Regions from separate parts of the Salmo salar genome. Here region 2 is linked to region 1. A link is a contact called in public Hi-C data. All regions are on one chromosome and are shown on one strand. Each heading gives the region's core, a stretch centred on a gene start, on an enhancer-like site or on the middle of the called end of the contact. The rest is flanking DNA. Distances are from core to core; before and after follow the strand shown.

Region 1 (6,356 bases), core at 3,453-5,952:
TGCAATCTCACCGTCCAGAACATTCTATCCTCTCCAACTGACCCCATCCTTTTCTATCCTCAGCCCTTTACATGCTCTCTCTCCTCCCACTTCATTTCACCACATATTTTGGAGAACCCAGAGCGCGCACACACACACACACACACACACACACACACACACACACACACACACACACACACACACACACACACACACACACACACACACACACACACATCATAAACTGTCACAGACCAACAGTCTACGCCTCACGTATCCTCTCAGTCAGTCAATAGCATAGCATCACCACAAGCATATGACAACTTAGAGAAGTAGTGACAATAACAAGCTGGCTTTAGACTCTCTGTGGTTTTGGGGTCAGTTGCAGTTAGGTGACTTTCTCAGCATGTACAGTATTCTCTAAAGAAAGGTCAATTGACTTGGTCAATTTTACCTTAAGGTCTGCTTTTAAACTCCTTATAATGGTTATACACAAGTGAATAATACAACGTTAAAACGTTATGAGGTTTATAAGCAGCCTTTTCCAATTTTAGCCTAAAGTTTACTCTATGCCTTAGAGAAAGCCTTACCTGAGTAGATGTTAGTGTGAGAGGTGACATTGGCCTCCTCTTCCTCAGCTCCATACACTTCCTCAGTTTACAGATCTGGTGTCCAGTCCTGCGGTTCATACAGCAGCTACACTGGCCACAGTTGATATTCCTTAGGCACGGCTCACACCTTCCACACCGACTCCTCTTCTTCCTCTCCCTCCTCTGGATGATCCGTGGGGTTTGGGGCAGAGATATACCCCCGTCCAGGTGTCCCAGGTCCAGGCTATGGTGTCCAGGGGGGCTAGGTTCCCCATATCCAGTCTCTGATTCAGTGTCGAAGGAGTAGGAGGATTGGGTGCTCTCAGAGCTGCAGGAGAAGGAGAACTTGGAGCTAGAACTCTCCTGGTTAGGGATGGAGGAGGTCTTTGGCACTGAACCCAGATCAGATAGAGAGACAGATGCAATATCTGTGTTTGGTTCAGACCCTGTGTTTGGTTCAGACCTTGTGTCTGTGTTTGGGAGTGATGGCTGTGGCTCATCTTGGTTGTACTTGTTGTGAGTCATTGGACCAGAACCTAGGTCACAATCAGAGACAGATACAATGTCTTTGTCTGGTTCAGACCCAGTGGTGAAGACGTCTTTCTTTGTGTATGGGAGTGATGATGATGATGGTGGTTCTTCTGGGTAGTTGTTGTGGTTGTTTGACAATGGACCCAGGTCAGGTACAGACACAGTGATGGGGACCTCCGCGTTGGTGTACAGGTCTGACGATGATGATGCAGATGATGAAGAAAATTTTGCATTGAGGTGATTGGATGACTCTTTGGTCTCTTCGTCCACTGGTCTGAGAAGTTGTCTAGCCTCTGGAGAGACAGGGCTCTCTAGGCTCTGACCGGGTGCTGGGTTCGCTGGGATTACACACAGGGACTTGTGGGGTTCACTGAGGAAGGCAACTGAGAGACTTAGTGATACTGGGTGCACTGAGGTCGTCTGTGATGTCTCATGGAAAGTAGTTGGGACTTTTAAAGATTTATGGATTTCAACAGTTTGGTTAGGTTGGATTAGTTTTGCACCTTGGTTCAGAACCTTAATGTCATGTGACATTGTGGGGTGAGGTGGAGAGGTCGGGTGAGGATGAGGGAGAGGGGGTGACGCCAGGTCTGAGGTAGCTGGTTCAGAGACAGGTGAGGGATGGACAGGTGATTGCATCATCAACACGTCATCCTGCAGAGGTGGCTTTTGGGGCTGAGAGACAGATATACTGGAGCTTGTGTCTGGAGGTCTGCTGATAACCTCTCTCTTCTCCAGTCTCTCGTCTTTCTCCTCTCTTTCCTTAGTCTCCTTCACCTTGGCTATCTCCACTCTCTCCTCCCCCTCTGCTTTCTTCTTTTCTTCATCCGTCTTCTCTCCTTCCTCCATTGCTTCCTCTCCTTCCTTCTCCACTGCTTCCTTTCCTTCCTTCTCCAACCTCTCCCCTCCTCTTTGCTCCTTTGCATGAGTATCTCTCTCTCTCTGCTCCATCTCAATCTGCTCAGGTCCAAGGTTAATCTTGGCTTTGTCTTCACCTTTAGGGACAACTGACACTTCCTGCCTCTCATCACTGGTAGAGTCACCAAGCTCATGGCTCTGGTTGAATTGCCCTGAATTGCCCTCACTAATATTATTGACTAGCTTTTCCTGTTGTTGGTCAACACTGATGGGGTCATTGAGCTCAGAGTGGTTGCCGTCACCACTATGGCTGAAAGGCTTATTGTGTGGGTCAGTACCAACCACGTCACCATTATGGGCAACTAACTCTTCATGTTTGCCATCACTAGCTGAGTCATCAGTCCTCAGGTTAAGAGGTTTGCCCTCACCATCATGGCCGACACCTGGCTCTAGCTGGTCAATACAGGAAGGGTCATCAAGTTCAGTCCTCAGGTTAAGAGGTTTTCCCTCACATTCATGGCCGACTCCTGGTTCCTGCTGGTCAACACAGGAAGGGTCTTCAAGTTCAGTCCTTAGGTTAAGAGGTTGGCCCTCACTATCATGGCTGACTAGCTCTTTCTCTTGGTCAATCACACTAGGGTCTATACTACCAGGGTCAGACTCCTCAGGTCCTTGCTCAATCCCTCTTTCGCTCCATCTCTGACCCCTTGCTCCCCTCGCTCCCCTGCCCCTGGCTTTCTTCCCTCCCCTGCAAGGCTTTACCGTCAGGGGAGGAAACTTCTTGGAGCACCCCATGCCCCGTAAGGACATCCTGCGCCCCGGCGGATCCTCTCCCACCCCATGCTGGAGCAGAGGATTACCCCGGCTCCTTAGCCTCACTGATCCTGTTACATGCACAGGGGCATGGTTAACCCTACCAGGGGACCCCCCCGGGACCTGACTGCCAAGCGTGCCAAGCCTGCCAACCCCACTCCTCCCTGGGCTTCTGGCCGGCTGGGCCTGGGTCCTGGTTGTGGATCTTCGGGGTGGTTTTGGTGTCGACTGTGGGCTCTCAAAGGCTTTTCCTCTGGACTTGCTGGAGTTGGAGATCTGTCTCTTGGCGGTGGTGGTGGTTGTTGTTGTGGGTATCACCTTGCAGCCATTCCTTGTCTGTGGTGGGGGTTGTCTCTTAGGGGGTTTGGGAGTAGGAGGCATAGTGGAGGATGTGAGAGGGCAGAGATGGGGCAGTCGGCATGGGAACCAGGTGAATGGTTGTTCTCAGCTGTGCTCCAACTTCAACTTTTTTTTCTCTCTTCCTTAATTTTTTTGAGATTGGATTACTGGCTTACACTGACACGCAAATGCTGAGTTATTTTCCCACCATGTTGAAAAGCTGTGCAAGGACCTGGAGGGAATTGATCAAGAAAATAAAAATATGTTAAAATAACTGTCTGTTTCTCTATTAGTGCACTATATAACACACCCAAACACATCCGTGTTTGACTGAACACTAAGGAGAAAACTTTTTTATTTTCCTAACAAAACATGCCTGGTCACACGTTTTTTTTTGTAGGTACTGGGTATAGTAGAACCCAATTGTATAATTTGTAGCAGATGTTTAGAAATCTTGAATTGCATGGTGTTGCATTCGGGCAATGAAGCGTGTGACTGCAAATAGAACATGTATGAGGTATCAGGTGTAACTATATGGGTTAGTTGTATAGTGTTGAAGATTGTCGAGTTACCAGCCGTCTTTCACTTTCAACTGATCATGTTCAATAAACTCGCCTTGTGAGCCCACTTTAGGCTACTGCAGTTTTCCCTACTGTGTCCCTTTAACGAAAGGAATGGCGCTGGGCCTGCCGTGCCAAATACGGTCCGTATTTGGCTTAGCCGACTAAACAGTTTACAACACACAACACCTTGTCAAAGCAATGATCCGTGAAGTAGAGACATGCTTATTACCATGTAGTTAACAGATTACACAATAACCATGTCCTATAAATAAATGATTCATTGCAATATCAATAATAGATTTGTATTATTAATCAATATGCTAAAATCTCCAAACGCTCCTTCTGCTTCCGCATGGCGGTGGTATTTATTTTATATTTAGGCTAAGCCATTTAACAGTTAAAAGGCAGAAGTGAAGCCCTTTAAAAAGTACAGGCTATCACACAACACCGGACTTGGCTCGCGGCCTACTTTTTTACTGCAAGAGTTTCGGACGGAAGCGTAATGACAATGTTGTAACCAGCTTGCAACACTTTTTGCCGCGTCGAGTAGATTTTCTTGCACTTGACCAAATGTCGGAAAAATATCGAGTATTTGACACTAGTGGCATTGGATGGCTGACTAAGCTATTCGTGAATGTCACAAATAACATACGTGTTGTTGGTTTAGATGTTATTTACACGTTGACTTTAAAAGGCAGCTCAAATACTTTACATACCAGAGAGACAGTTGCACTGTCTGAATTGCTAATAATATTCCACTCCTGATAGACACTGACGATCATTGTATTGGTTTCACTCGGAAAATATGGCAGGTTAGTAGCTCTTCTTTACAACGCTGATACATTGACTCAATCTACCAATACTGTATTTATCAAACATCTATATAGCCATACTGAATAAAACACAATTTATAGCGTAAATCCTTCTTGTGTCAATCCATTCGGGGAAGCCCTCTCTCCCTCCTCTCCCAGACGCGACCTACTGTCTCGAGTCAACTCAGCTCTGGAGTGAAGGGTCTTTGGGAAAACCTGGAATGGAGCATTTGTCTACTTTCTCTAATGAGTAGAGGTAACAAACTACTATCAAACTACTTCAAACCCTAGATAACCTTTAACAAGCTAATGTTTTGCGTCATATTCTGTATGGTTTACAACTGTGTAATAATAACAGCTTTAAAAATATATTTCAGAACTGTGTAATAATAACACCTTTAAAAACACTAACCTGCTCCACACAAATACTATATGACCCTATATGTAGAAAATGATAAAGTGTTTAGGCAGTTGTTGACATATTATTAATTGACACATTTATGGTTTAATTATGCCATTTTTGTTATTTATCAATGACGTTATTCACATGCGACAGTGCGACACTCGATCTGTGCACATGAAGGGCAACAGTTAGTGATCATAAAAACATGTGCCTTAACCCTTCATACATACATTTAACCGGTAGCCAGTTGTTTTTTGTATTGCTGTTTGTCTAAGCACGTTTGGCTATTCTTTAGCTACGCGTTTCTCGCAAAAATAGTGACCGGAAACTGAACTCACAATTGTCGCTCGGTGAGGTTGTCTCAACGAGTGCCCGCTAGACAGGTTTCTTTGGGGAATCAGGAAGAGATGGAGGCTACCTGCAAATGCTAACGCGCCGCTAGCGAGATCCGTTTTGCAACGTTTGTTCATCTGACAGTGTTGACCTTGCAGTGGGTAAAATGGCTAATATAAGTTATTAGTACAGCAACAGTCGATTGAACTGTGAGTCAGTGTTTGAACAGTCCATTCAATAGTAGAGATTGGAAATTGTAGCTAGTTGACTAGTTAACGTTAATCTGCTAGTAACGGTAGCACGATAACTCGACTTCAATGACAGCTAGCTACTACTAGCTCTTTTTTAGTTTTGATACGTAACTAGCCAGCTAACCAAACTATGTCTTGATTATACATTGTTTCAGTGATCAACAGCTTACAACGTTATGCCTCACATCATTATGTGTCTCTCAAGGCAAGGCAGAATGTCAGTGTTAGTAAGTTATATTGGTGGTCTGATGATGACCTCGAGCGTTGTCCTTTTTAATGCTGGGTGAGAATGTCATGTAGCTGTTGTGTTTTTTTCTTTGCATAGTTATGGATGCATTCGGGTCCTGATTGAACTCACACATCATGGCAATGGATGCTGCAGTCTCCATCTGTGGTCGTCCTGTGATCCCCAACCACACTCAGGCGGACTATCACTTTGTCCGTTCCTTCGTAGCTGGAGGTAAGGGCGGCTGCAGACTTCACTAGTGATGATAATACAGAAATACAATACAGAACATACAGTAGTACACATCCAGTGACACAAACCCTGGTTCTGATGCGCTGCATAGTGTGCAGGCAATTCATCCGGCAATAACAGACTACTATCATCGAAATGAATGGGTAAACCTCACCAGAGATCCAGAAGAAATGGGTATATGTCTACAGAGTTCTGACAGCTTAAACGTCTAGACGTTGGCAGAGCGACATAGGTATAATGAGTTTGTGGGTAGTTTTCACAGACCCAGATTAAGCTGACTTGTATTGGACCTGCATTAAAAAGCCTGCTAGATGGAGATTCTTTACTGAAAGTGCATTTTAGTCCAGGACTAAGCTTAAAGCTGAAATCCACACCACTGTTCAGTCAGCATCAGGTGAAACCG
Region 2 (6,704 bases), core at 2,120-4,619, 52 kb before region 1:
ACAGACACACGCTCACACTGCATGCCTCTCGCAGACGCAGACTGAGCCCCGTCAGCCAATGGGGTGAGGGCGTTAGCGGCTTGTAAATGATCTCCCATGCCTAGTCCCTCCTAAACAAAGAAGCTGCTATGTAGGCTTTTACCCTAGCCCCTACACATGGAGAAACACGCAAACTGTGGACCGGACAATCTACACGCATCGGACTGGAGCTGAGGACAGACAGGTCTGAGCTGGGTCTGGCTGTGTTATTAACCCTTTAAATGCCATTCACACACTGGGTGTGGGAAACAAGTTATTTAAAGAGCTGTTTATAAATGGCTAATACAACATGATGGAATACTTTATTAATGAAATAAGGCCTAATGCATGTATTCTATTCATATGGCGGTGGAAAGGATCAGCGTTAGACAGAAAATCGAATTACCCTGAGATGACATCGCATGAGAGACAAGTACATATCCCTGGATTAATTGTTTTGCATCTTAATGAACCCTGACTGTAATGCAAAGCACACAATCCTGTCTGTCTAGCATCAGTCACAGCTCCAACGATTCCTCCAAGTCACCTGATATCAGTTCAAACTACAAACACTTGTCCTAGCCGCTGTAGTCTCCTTATGTTTGCTTTTTATGAACTCTTTATCATAAAGCTGTGAGAAAGTGTCTTTGTTAAAAAAACACTTTTCAAAGTATTTGTTTTATAACGATACAGAAAGATATTATCTAAACTGTGATTTCTGGCTGTGATTTCTCTAAACTGTTACTTCTCCAACCAATATACACAAAACATGACAGAATCCACCCTAAACAATAACATGACAGAATATAATCCACCCTGAACCATAACATGACAGAATATAATCCACCCTAAACCATAACATGACAGAATATAATCCACCCTAAACAATAACATGACAGAATATAATCCACCCTGAACCATAACATGACAGAATATAATCCACCCTGAACCATAACATGACAGAATATAATCCACCCTAAACCATAACATCACAGAATATAATTCACCCTAAACAATAACATGACAGAATATAATCCACCCTAAACAATAACATGACATAATCCACCCTAAACAATAACATGACAGAATATAATCCACCCTGAACCATAACGTGACAGAATCTAATCCACCCTAAACCATAACATGACAGAATATAATCCACCTTGAACCATAACATGACAGAATATAATCCACCCTAAACCATAACATGACAGAATATAATCCACCCTAAACAATAACATGACAGAATCTAATCCACCCTAAACCATAACATGACATAATTTAATCCACCCTAAACCATAACATGACAGAATCTAATCCACCCTAAACCATAACATGACATAATCCACCCTAAACCATAACATGACAGAATCTAATCCACCCTAAACCATAACATGACAGAATCCACCCTAAACCATAACATGACAGAATCTAATCCACCCTAAACCATAACGTGACAGAATCTAATCCACCCTAAACCATAACATGACAGAATCTAATCCACCCTAAACCATAACATGACATAATCCACCCTAAACCATAACATGACAGAATCTAATCCACCCTAAACCATAACGTGACAGAATCCACCCTAAACCATAACATGACAGAATCTAATCCACCCTAAACCATAACATGACAGAATCTAATCCACCCTAAACCATAACATGACAGAATCTAATCCACCCTAAACCATAACATGACAGAATCTAATCCACCCTAAACCATAACACATTTTTCATGCTTGTTCGTGTTCATTAGGCACCATACGGAAGAAAACGGACTGAAACAAGTAGGGACCAGCTGCACTTGTACAATGAACCCTCATTTTTGTTTTCCATTGCAAAATGTTTTCAGGTGTTTTCTGTTGCGTATCATAATGCGTTGCATAATGAACATGACCCAGCAGTGTGAAACGCCAAAACACAGTCAGGTGGTTGACTTCAATTCTAGAAGTGTAGCAGCAGCACACCGTGGTTCAGCTCCTGCAACTCTCTACTTCCTGGTCTACAGGATTAGTGGCACATTTTACCAGAGGGCCTATAAGAGATCAATATTATGCCACATGTATTCGCAAATGTAAATCACCAATCCACATATATAAATCACTTTACCACAAATGTAAATCACCAATCCACAAATGTAAATCACTTTTCACAAATGTAAATCACCAATCCACAAATGTAAATCACTTTCCACAAATGTAAATCACCAATCCACAAATGTAAATCACCAATCCACAAATATAAATCACTTTCCACAAATGTAAATCCCCAATCCACAAATGTAAATCACCAATCCACAAATGTAAATCACTTTCCACAAATGTAAATCACCAATCCACAAATGTAAATCACTTTCCACAAATGTAAATCACCAATCCACAAATGTAAATCACCAATCCACAAATGTAAATCACCAATCCACAAATGTAAATCACTTTCCACAAATGCAATTCACTATCTACAAACAAAGACTTTTTGATTTGTATTTGTAAATCGAGGGCCTTAAGTAAAATGACTGCCATAAAGATTTGCACATAGGAGAGATATGCGCAAACATGACCTGCAACTCCATATTTGGAAGCGCTTAGGTCACCTCACTTTTGGCAGGGATTTGAAGACAAGAAAAATACAAAAAGTTCTCATGTGTAGAAAGAGATTTTTATTCATAGAAGTTCCAAAAGTTCCAAAAGAATAAAGACACTTCAAATGTCATATTATGTCTATATAAAGTGTTGTAGCGATGTGCAAATAGTTAAAGTACAAAAGGGAAAATAAATTAACATAAATATGGGTTGTATTTACAATGGTGTTTGTTCTTCACTGGTTGCCCTTTTCTTGTGGCAACAGGTCACACATCTTGCTGCTGTGATGGCACACTGTGGTATTTCACCCAGTAGATATGGGAGTTTATCAAAATTGGGCTTGTTTTCTAATTCTTTGTGGATCTGTGTAATTTAATATGGTCATACATTTGGCTGAATGAAGATTAGGAAGTGCAGCTCAGTTTCCACCTCATTTTTGGGCAGTGTGCACATAGCCTGTCTTCTCTTGAGAGCCAGGTCTGCCTACAGCGGCCTTTCTCAATAGCAAGGCTATGCTCACTCTGTACATAGTCAAAGTTTTCCTTAAGTTTGGGTCAGTCACAGTGGTCAGGTATTCTGCCACTGTCTCTCTCTTTCTCTCTCTCTCTCTCTCTCCCTCTCTCTCTCAATTCAATTCAATTGGCATGGGAAACATATGTTTACATTGCCAAAGCAATCTCTCTCTCTCATTTCTATCCATCTCTCTCTTCTTTTCAAGTTCAATTTCAATTTAAGGGGTTTTATTGGCATGGGAAACATATGTTTCTCTCTCACTCAGATCCTCCCCTTTTCTCTCTTTCATTCTCTCACAGAAACTTCTCTTCCTTTCCCCTCACTTTCTCAGCCCCTTCTATCCTCCCTCTCTCCTCTCTAAAGACGACCATATGGTGTCGGCCTCTCTCCTCTCTAAAGACGACCATGTGGTGTCGGCATGGCGGAGGCCATACCAGGACAGGGGAACAAACTCAGGCAGCCTCCCTCTACCACTCTGACACCTCAGCCAGCCAACCCTGTGTGTGTTGTGTGTGTGTGTGTTTGTGTGTGTGTGTTTGTATGAGTGTGTGTGTGGCATAGCTCAGGTACTAAGACAACAGCTGATCAGTGTATTCATAACAGCCGCTAGCAACAGGCAGCATGCCAACCACAAACAAACACACACGGATACTTCCCGTGATGGATAAACCAATGAATTAAAAGGACAACATCGCAAGTACAATTACGATATGTCAGTGTTTAACAGACTATTGTTCTCCTTTTCATAAGAATCATAATTCTACTTTAACAGTTCATAAAAGAACATTAAAATATGCTTTATTGTCAGAGTGTGTGTGTGTGTGTGTGTGTGTGTGTGTGTGGTGACTAATCAGAGCAGTCTGAGGTAGTTGGACAGGTTTGTCTATTTAAGTCTAGTGCCCGACTGTGTGTGTTCAAAACAGGTCATGTTGTTTTCTAGTCACGTTTACTATGCATCACACACACCTATCAACTGCCATCTGGTTACACTAACTGTCTTTTTCCCCATGGATCTTACTAGTTATACATTGCAAAACCTTCTGACAACACCAGCCTGCACAAGCCCAAGTCAGATAATCTGCAACAGGTTGGACTGGTTACCACTACAACATATAGCCTAATGCTTTCTCAGATGTTCACCAATACTCAGACCTTTACAGTCACAATGACATGTAGCCTAAAGCTGAAGATCGATTTCATAAAGTCTGAAGCCTTTGAGGGTATGGACGACTTTAACTACTACTACTACTACACACACACACACACACACACACACACACACACACACACACACACACACACACACACACACACACACACACACACACACACACACACACATCCTAAAACTGCAAATTAACCCTGAGACACCAGGCGTGAGGAAAAGTGAAGGCCTTAATTCTGCACAAAACGCAGTGAGGCAGAAAAGCCATGTAGAGGATGAACACAAGACATTGGCTCATACAGAACGTCCATGGGACAGATCATACTACATAGTAACTACAGAACGTCCATGGGACAGATCATACTACATAGTAACTACAGAACGTCCATGGGACAGCTCCTACTACATAGTAACTACAGAACGTCCATGGGACAGATCATACTACATAGTAACTACAGAACGTCCATGGGACAGATCCTACTACATAGTAACTACAGAACGTCCATGGGACAGATCCTACTACATAGTAACTACAGAACGTCCATGGGACAGATCATACTACATAGTAACTACAGAACGTCCATGGGACAGATCCTACTACATAGTAACTACAGAACGTCCATGGGACAGATCCTACTACATAGTAACTACAGAACGTCCATGGGACAGATCATACTACATAGTAACTACAGAACGTCCATGGGACAGATCCTACTACATAGTAACTACAGAACGTCCATGGGACAGATCCTACTACATAGTAACTACAGAACGTCCATGGGACAGATCATACTACATAGTAACTACAGAACGTCCATGGGACAGATCCTACTACATAGTAACTACAGAACGTCCATGGGACAGATCCTACTACATAGTAACTACAGAACGTCCATGGGACAGATCCTACTACATAGTAACTACAGAACGTCCATGGGACAGATCCTACTACATAGTAACTACAGAACGTCCATGGGACAGATCCTACTACATAGTAACTACAGAACGTCCATGGGACAGATCATACTACATAGTAACTACAGAACGTCCATGGGACAGATCCTACTACATAGTAACTACAGAACGTCCATGGGACAGATCCTACTACATAGTAACTACAGAACGTCCATGGGACAGATCCTACTACATAGTAACTACAGAACGTCCATGGGACAGATCATACTACATAGTAACTACAGAACGTCCATGGGACAGATCATACTACATAGTAACTACAGAACGTCCATGGGACAGATCCTACTACATAGTAACTACAGAACGTCCATGGGACAGATCCTACTACATAGTAACTACAGAACGTCCATGGGACAGATCCTACTACATAGTAACTACAGAACGTCCATGGGACAGATCCTACTACATAGTAACTACAGAACGTCCATGGGACAGATCCTACTACATAGTAACTACAGAACGTCCATGGGACAGATCATACTACATAGTAACTACAGAACGTCCATGGGACAGATCCTACTACATAGTAACTACAGAACGTCCATGGGACAGATCATACTACATAGTAACTACAGAACGTCCATGGGACAGATCCTACTACATAGTAACTACAGAACGTCCATGGGACAGATCCTACTACATAGTAACTACAGAACGTCCATGGGACAGATCATACTACATAGTAACTACAGAACGTCCATGGGACAGATCCTACTACATAGTAACTACAGAACGTCCATGGGACAGATCCTACTACATAGTAACTACAGAACGTCCATGGGACAGATCATACTACATAGTAACTACAGAACGTCCATGGGACAGATCCTACTACATAGTAACTACAGAACGTCCATGGGACAGATCCTACTACATAGTAACTACAGAACGTCCATGGGACAGATCATACTACATAGTAACTACAGAACGTCCATGGGACAGATCCTACTACATAGTAACTACAGAACGTCCATGGGACAGATCATACTACATAGTAACTACAGAACGTCCATGGGACAGATCCTACTACATAGTAACTACAGAACGTCCATGGGACAGATCATACTACATAGTAACTACAGAACGTCCATGGGACAGATCCTACTACATAGTAACTACAGAACGTCCATGGGACAGATCCTACTACATAGTAACTACAGAACGTCCATGGGACAGATCCTACTACATAGTAACTACAGAACGTCCATGGGACAGATCCTACTACATAGTAACTACAGAACGTCCATGGGACAGATCCTACTACATAGTAACTACAGAACGTCCATGGGACAGATCATACTACATAGTAACTACAGAACGTCCATGGGACAGATCCTACTACATAGTAACTACAGAACGTCCATGGGACAGATCCTACTACATAGTAACTACAGAACGTCCATGGGACAGATCATACTACATAGTAACTACAGAACGTCCATGGGA

The links. Hi-C and Micro-C count contacts between places; a contact is called where the count stands out from the background.
Region 2: a Hi-C map of gill shows a contact between it and region 1, with 2.9 times the contacts expected there. The contact joins the enhancer-like site here to the promoter of LOC106577185 in region 1. A contact is called at or near these places in 3 of 3 Hi-C or Micro-C datasets (blood, gill and muscle).

What each region holds. Positions count from the first base shown.
Region 1 is chrssa18:30,795,405-30,801,760 of Ssal_v3.1, reverse strand. LOC106577185 (methylcytosine dioxygenase tet3-B) reads right to left here and starts at 4,702. Exons shown (of 11, transcript XM_014155012.2): 1 at 4,393-4,702; 2 at 573-3,345. The coding sequence starts at 3,155. It also overlaps the pseudogene LOC106577186.
Region 2 is chrssa18:30,845,331-30,852,034 of Ssal_v3.1, reverse strand. The region is part of intron 2 of LOC106577185 (methylcytosine dioxygenase tet3-B); the gene reads right to left. Among protein-coding and RNA genes, the nearest start is that of LOC106577185, 52 kb to the right of the region's middle. Within about 2 kb of position 3,369, at least 1 of the 13 cell types and tissues checked has an H3K27ac peak or open chromatin away from gene starts, as enhancers often do. A contact at or near this core is called in gill, where this site is marked.